Regions from separate parts of the Mus musculus genome. Here region 1 is linked to region 2. The links are chromatin contacts, called in public HiChIP or PLAC-seq maps. All regions are on one chromosome and are shown on one strand. The core of a region is the stretch at or near the end of the contact, and the rest is flanking DNA. Distances in the headings are between cores, read along the strand shown.

What was found. HiChIP or PLAC-seq counts read pairs in DNA pulled down with a chosen protein or histone mark.
Region 1: a contact with region 2 is called in an H3K4me3 HiChIP or PLAC-seq map of embryonic stem cells, with 43 read pairs. The contact joins the enhancer-like site here to the promoter of Itih5 in region 2. A contact is called at or near these places in 6 of 39 promoter capture datasets (the C10 cell line, embryonic stem cells, hematopoietic stem and progenitor cells and 2 more), 2 of 15 datasets of contacts at CTCF or cohesin (CD8 T cells and large pre-B cells), 34 of 484 Hi-C or Micro-C datasets (CD4 T cells, CD8 T cells, the G1E-ER4 cell line and 21 more), 15 of 115 datasets of contacts at active chromatin or transcription factors (CD8 T cells, PVALB interneurons, bone marrow-derived dendritic cells and 10 more) and 3 of 9 other capture datasets (adipose tissue, liver and pancreatic islet).

What each region holds. Positions count from the first base shown.
Region 1 is chr2:10,299,151-10,302,233 of GRCm38.p6, forward strand. No RefSeq gene overlaps it. Among named protein-coding and RNA genes, the nearest start is that of Gm31496, 6.9 kb to the right of the region's middle. Within about 2 kb of position 1,296, at least 63 of the 459 cell types and tissues checked have an H3K27ac peak or open chromatin away from gene starts, as enhancers often do. A contact at or near this core is called in embryonic limb bud, embryonic stem cells, stem cell-derived neural progenitor cells and 1 more, where this site is marked.
Region 2 is chr2:10,152,048-10,154,844 of GRCm38.p6, forward strand. Itih5 (inter-alpha (globulin) inhibitor H5) reads left to right here and starts at 1,496. Exons shown (of 14, transcript NM_172471.2): 1 at 1,496-1,708. The coding sequence starts at 1,619.

The DNA.
Region 1 (3,083 bases), core at 46-2,545, 150 kb after region 2:
GAAGCCCCTCTGCTTTGTATGTTTGCTACTACAGCAGACTTTGCTGTCCCGACCTTTCAAACCTGTTCCTGAGCTGTTCGTGAGACACTGCAAAGCCTCAGCTAAGGGATGTGGCCATGTTGCCCTCTGTAGAAACTGACCCTGCTTTCCTCACCCTCGGGGCCACACGCTTGTGGGACAGAGTCAAGCATAGTCCCAGGAAGGGCAAAGAGCATCACTGTGACAGAAACTAGGTTGAGCTGTCATTGGTTCAAGGACTGCTTTTAAATCCCCAGCGCCTCGTGTCCTTTGTCTTGACTGGCTTTATGCTTAACATTGAAAGGAAATGAGTTGAGGGGAGAGTCACTGTCCCCACCACCTCCCCCAGAGACACCAATATTGACTAAGACTAAAACAGCAAACAGTATCAGATAACCTACTAAAATAAAGCAGGGAAAGCCATTATGCTTTTCCTTTATTGATCCCATTCCTGCTGTCTACATGGGGGGACGGGGGATAAACACAATGTACATTGTTGAAGCTGGAACTCTCTAAGGCCACAACAACATGTTGTTAAAAAGCAATACATTTATCAGTGCATGGGAAACAAGCCATTACACAGAGCTGGGCCCCTGTTGAATAGTGTAGTGATGTGCTTAACACCCAACGGACAATGCTGAGTGGGACAACGACATAGGCATAGTAAAAGCACATTTAAGAAATTATCGAGCAGGCCTCTTCTGAATGGCTAAAGTAGGCGCTTTTGTTGTTTGACCTTGTATAAGTTCTGATACATCTTTATAACAGGAATATCTTTAAATAGATACTGACAATACAGTCCATGCTAGTTTTCTGTATGAAGTTCATGAAATATTGGTCAGTCGACGAGTGGAATCTGTTAGGATAACACTTGGTGTTGATGTCTTTAATTCTGGTTGTTCTGCGGATTGATAAATCATGACTGCATAGAAAGCAATCGTCAGGCTGGAGATGTGGCTCAGTTAGCAGAATTCTTAGCCACATTTTACTCATACCTGGTTTGGGTAGATATGATCAGGCAGGCACTTGGCTAACAAACGGACCAGATAGATGACGACATATAAGCTCAGCTTTGATTTTGACTCAGGTATTGTCAACAAGTGTTCACATCTGTTCTTCCTGTCGGCCAGGTACTGTGTAAGAACATGGCACGAAGGAGAACAGAAAAATTAGGGAAGATCTCTTTAGTCTGCTGTAGAAAACACTGCTTGCAAGTATCTCAGCTTCTCTTCCTGTAGCAAGAGGGTCAAGGCAGTGCACGTGGCTGCCCACAACGCCCCCTCGTGGCTAGTTCTCATAAATGAAACACAGGGAAAAACAACTCAAAATTCTGATGGCGATTATGAGTGTAAAATATTTTATGGGTCTGATCGGGATTAGATGAAAACAAATGAAAATTAAATTATCCATTTTAATTTTGTTTCAGTCTATTTAATGGAATAATGGAATTACAAGATTTCCTCTTTTACTTAATATTCTGTGATCCAATTTGTAAAATGTGAAGTGAGAAGAGGGAAAAATATGATTTTAGTTTTAGTTCAGTGTCATTATTACTAATTTCTTCACAGTTCCGTTTCCAAACCATTTTAAAACTCAAGTTTAGAGTACTGCACTGGTCACTTTCCTTGCTGCTGTGACAATAGCTAAGGCAGGCAGACAGGCTGGCTGGCTGGCTGGCTCAAGGAAAGGCTTCTCTCAGCTCCCAGCCCCCAGCTCCCAGCTCTAGGGCACCGGTCCCTGGGAGTTTACGGAGCTTATGGCGCATCAGCACAGCAGCTGGTCACATGGCTCTAGTTAAGGAAGGGCGGGCTTCTCCCAGCTCTCAGCTCCAGGGCGCTGTCCCAGGGAGGTGATGGCGCAGGAGCACGCGGCAGCTGGTCACGTGGTGTCCACAGTGGGGACTCAGGAGAGACAATGCTGCTGTCTTTTGCCTTTTTTTGCTCTAAGAGCCCAGTTTAAGCAATGTTGGGGTGTGTCTTCTCCGTCTCAATCTCCCTAGTCTAGAAAATTCCTCCCGGCATACGCTTAGGTTTGTGTCCACATGACTCTAAATTCCAACAAGTTGACAAGATTAACGGGCATTATGAACATGAAAATATTAAAATGTAAAACCTAAATCAATATATCTATTAAAGCATGTTAAATTTCCTGTGGCCAATTCTCACATGAATTTTTCTAGACTTTCTCTTTTTTTAATTATTTATTTAATTTTTATTGTCTTTTTAACTACAGAAGAAAATGTCTTTCCATTAACTTGTCATTTTTCTAGGCTGTAAGGACGGCTGTATCCAGAGAAAACTAACTCGAACATTCTTTAGTCCACATTCCTGTTTTGCTGGTTCCTAGGCAGGAGTCTTGACTCTGAGGTACTGATGAAGTTGACCTTATTTGGTCACAGTGGAGTGGGGGGGGGGGGGTGGAGAAGGAGAAAAAGGAATGAGTCAGACGGCCCTTCTGGCAAGAGGGGTGGCCCTTTCCTTGGGTTTTTGATAATACCTATGGCTGTTGAAGAGGGGGGAGAAGCAGGGACCCAGAGTATAATGGAGAAGAAGTCTTGGCCAAGCTGTTTTCTGCTTAATCCTTATCTCAGGTCTGGTTCTACAGGGTTCTGCTGGCTCTGGGGACATCAGTTTTGCTTGAGGGGACAATCTGGCTTCATTGTGATGCAACGGCTTCCTGCAAAACTTGCTGAGATAATTTGAGGAGAGGTAACACAGAGACAAAAGCTGACCACAGGAGCCCTGAGTCTGGCAGGAAAATTACCAGAGCCTCCCTTAGGACAGGACAAGCAGAGGACAATTTTGAAGGACTTCCGGACACTGTCTCTTCTATAGACCACACTTAAAGCCTTAAAGCTTCTGTTACCCTATGTCTTACTGCTACAGAGTCAGGAACAGAGAGTGGTACTAGGCACGTCAGGGTCCATCAGAGGCCTGAGAGGCCGTGTCAAGGGTAGGCTATGTGTCAGCTCTGCCAATGTCACCAAGGGTTAGCAAAGAGTACATTGAGACCCTGGGGGGAGCTTTATGATGAGGTATGAACGATATCTCAGGAGGCAAAGCGAG
Region 2 (2,797 bases), core at 246-2,745:
GACTCTCAGTTCACAAATAGTTATTCATCCCTGGGGGAGCTAGTGGAGAAGATCTGAGGGTTTTTTCCTTAGTGAGAATAGCAACTGTAAACAACCTGTTTGCTGCCAGGTTTCTATGTGGTTTCTGTGTGGAAACCTGGCTGGAGCAGCCTTTCTTCCTGCTGGCTGTGTGCCTTTTAAATTACTGGGTGATTAGGCTAATTAAATGATTAACGTTGACGACCAGGATCTTCCTTTCATTTATTTCACAGTAGCACCAAGTTTGCTTGTTCGAACTTCTCCTGATTTCTCTGCAGAACGAACACCATTGCTCTAAGAATAATAAGTGGGATGTTTTAAGAGGAGGTGGCTGCTCAAGCCATAATGCCTACTGTTGCTGATTTTTGTGAAGTGTATTCCTGTGTGTTTTTACCTAGTTATGATGTGTCAGTTGATGTGGTTCTGTGATCTGACATCCCTACACCCACCATCACACTGCCAACACTCTCTGTGTTTCTATAGACCTCATGATTATTATTGGCTGTCTAACGGGACATATCGTGCCTAGGATGGGGGCAGCCACTTCCCCATTTTTGGTCACAGAAGCCCGTTTCTCACCCTATCTAGATAGATGGAATTGCCAGAGACAGAGTATGTCTTTGAGACAACTGCCTTTTGCACTAAACACATAGCTACATTATTTGTGCACAGGGCAAAAAGACTGCCCCTCCCCCCACACCTACGGTTGCAAAAGGTCAGGCATGGCAGGTTCACCGGAAGTGGTTTTCCTGTGGCAAGTCAGAAATAGAACCAACATTCTGTAATCAAGATACATGCTACTCATTCCCCAGCTAAAATCCAAACAGGTTCAAATGTTCTATGTTCTCAAAAGCGAACGCAGGTTCTCTTTTCTGTCCTCCAATACCAGAGTTCATCAATTAAATGGGACAATGCAGCTTGTGTGCCTTAGACCATCAGTTGTCATCTCGTGTTATTTGTGACTCTAGCATTGGTGGCAGATACTAAGGGCGGGCCCCTGTCAACTTTAGACTTCAGGTGAGCTCTAAAAGCTGATCTGGGCAACAGGAATTATGCAAATCCTAAAGCGAAGGAAACCGGGGGATGAAGGGTTGGAGTGATGTACCTGGCAGCTACAGGCAGAGGAAACAAGTTCCACTGAAGTTTGTTGACTGCATGCAGGACAAAGTTCGCTTCGCTGTGCACTCAACTAGGGCAGGTCTGGAGTCTTTTCCTCCTGGAACCAAACATGGGAACCCAGTAGCTCCTCAAGCTGGAGGATGGAGGTGGTGGCCTGCAGAAAGCTGGCCTGCGGTCAACCTTGGAGCCCAGGGGAGGCAAAACTAGGATCATAGGGATCATAGGGTGAGTTGTGGGCGGAGCCAAGGATGCCCTCTAAACTCCCCAAGGGACAGAGAGGCGTGGCCTGGGGTAGTGGTAGTGCGGCGACAGGCGACAGGACTCAGGATGGCCTGAAGGGCATAAAGGGGGCGGGGACATTGATGGGCGGGGCTTTGGTGGAGGAAGGGCTGGATGCAGCGTGTTTCTCTGCAGCCGCGGCTCCTCCAACTCCCTGAAAAACCTTCGCTGTCCCAGAGAGGTCGCGCGCTCTGGCTTCGCCATGCTCCTGCTGCTAGGGCTGTGCTTGGGGTTGCCCCTCTTCTCAGAGTCCCAGGAAGAGGCAAGGAGTTGGGACGACACCTCGGAGCAAGTAAGTAGGGGAAAGAGCTGTGGGAGCCAGCGACTCTGTCCCTTCCCTCCATCTCCCTGGGGCTTATGGCTTCTGGACAGGCTGGAATTGATCTGTAGGATGCAAGGAAGGGGGGAGGGGGATCGCCTTCCTCTGGGTCTGCACTGTTTCTTTTCCCAGTCTTCAGCATGGGGACTTTCCCATCTGTTGGTCACTTGTGCTACTTCTGAGTGGTCCTCAGCGCCTGCTCCGTGCCAGATTCTCGCAGAGCCGTACATGGAACTTCAAAGTTGTGCAGAATCCAATGTTCTTGTTAGCTCCCGCTGCCTACCAGATTCCTATCCGTCCTTACAAATTTCTGAGAAGGCTCCTGCCCAGCAGTTCATTGAAAGTTTCCGAAAATCTTAGAAGTGTGAGATGGTTAACTGTTAGCTCTCACCCGGGAAGCGGGGGGGGGGTGGGGGGGGGGGTGGGGGGGTGGGGTCGATAGCTGATTAAAAGCCTTAAACTCCTGGAAACTTCAACACTCTCCACCCAAACATGGGAAAACCCAATTTGCCCTCTGGTTCTTATTAATTGTGAGTAGTTTACTGGAGGTCCCACAATTAAGCCAGTGTCAAGCTCAGGTACTTGGTGCATACGTCAGAGTTTGTGTTTTAAGTTCATAACCGCACAGATGACAACAGCTCTGCAAATGAAAAGGTTCAGTCCAGTGTCTGACCACTGGAAACGTTCCACGAAAACTGTCAAACAGATATGTCCTAACATCCCTGTAAGGATCCTGTAGGAGAAGCGAGCTTTTGTGGAGGTGTAGGAGAAAAGTAGGCTTGGGTCCAAAGAAAGGCTGGTCCCCACTCTGCCTACTCTGCCATTTACAGCTGTCCTGAGCACACTCCATATTTGAATGCAATGTATTTTCTCTGCAAGGCATGCTGTTCTATGGGGCTAGGGCTGGACTAAAGCCTGCTATTAACCCAGGCTGGCTTTGAACTCTCAGTCTTCCAGTCTGACTCTTCCAAATGCTGGGATTATAGGTGTGCATCGTGTCTGGCTTACAATTCCTTTTGAGCATATAGCAAGGACCTGGTATCCAGCAGGCACTCAATAAAT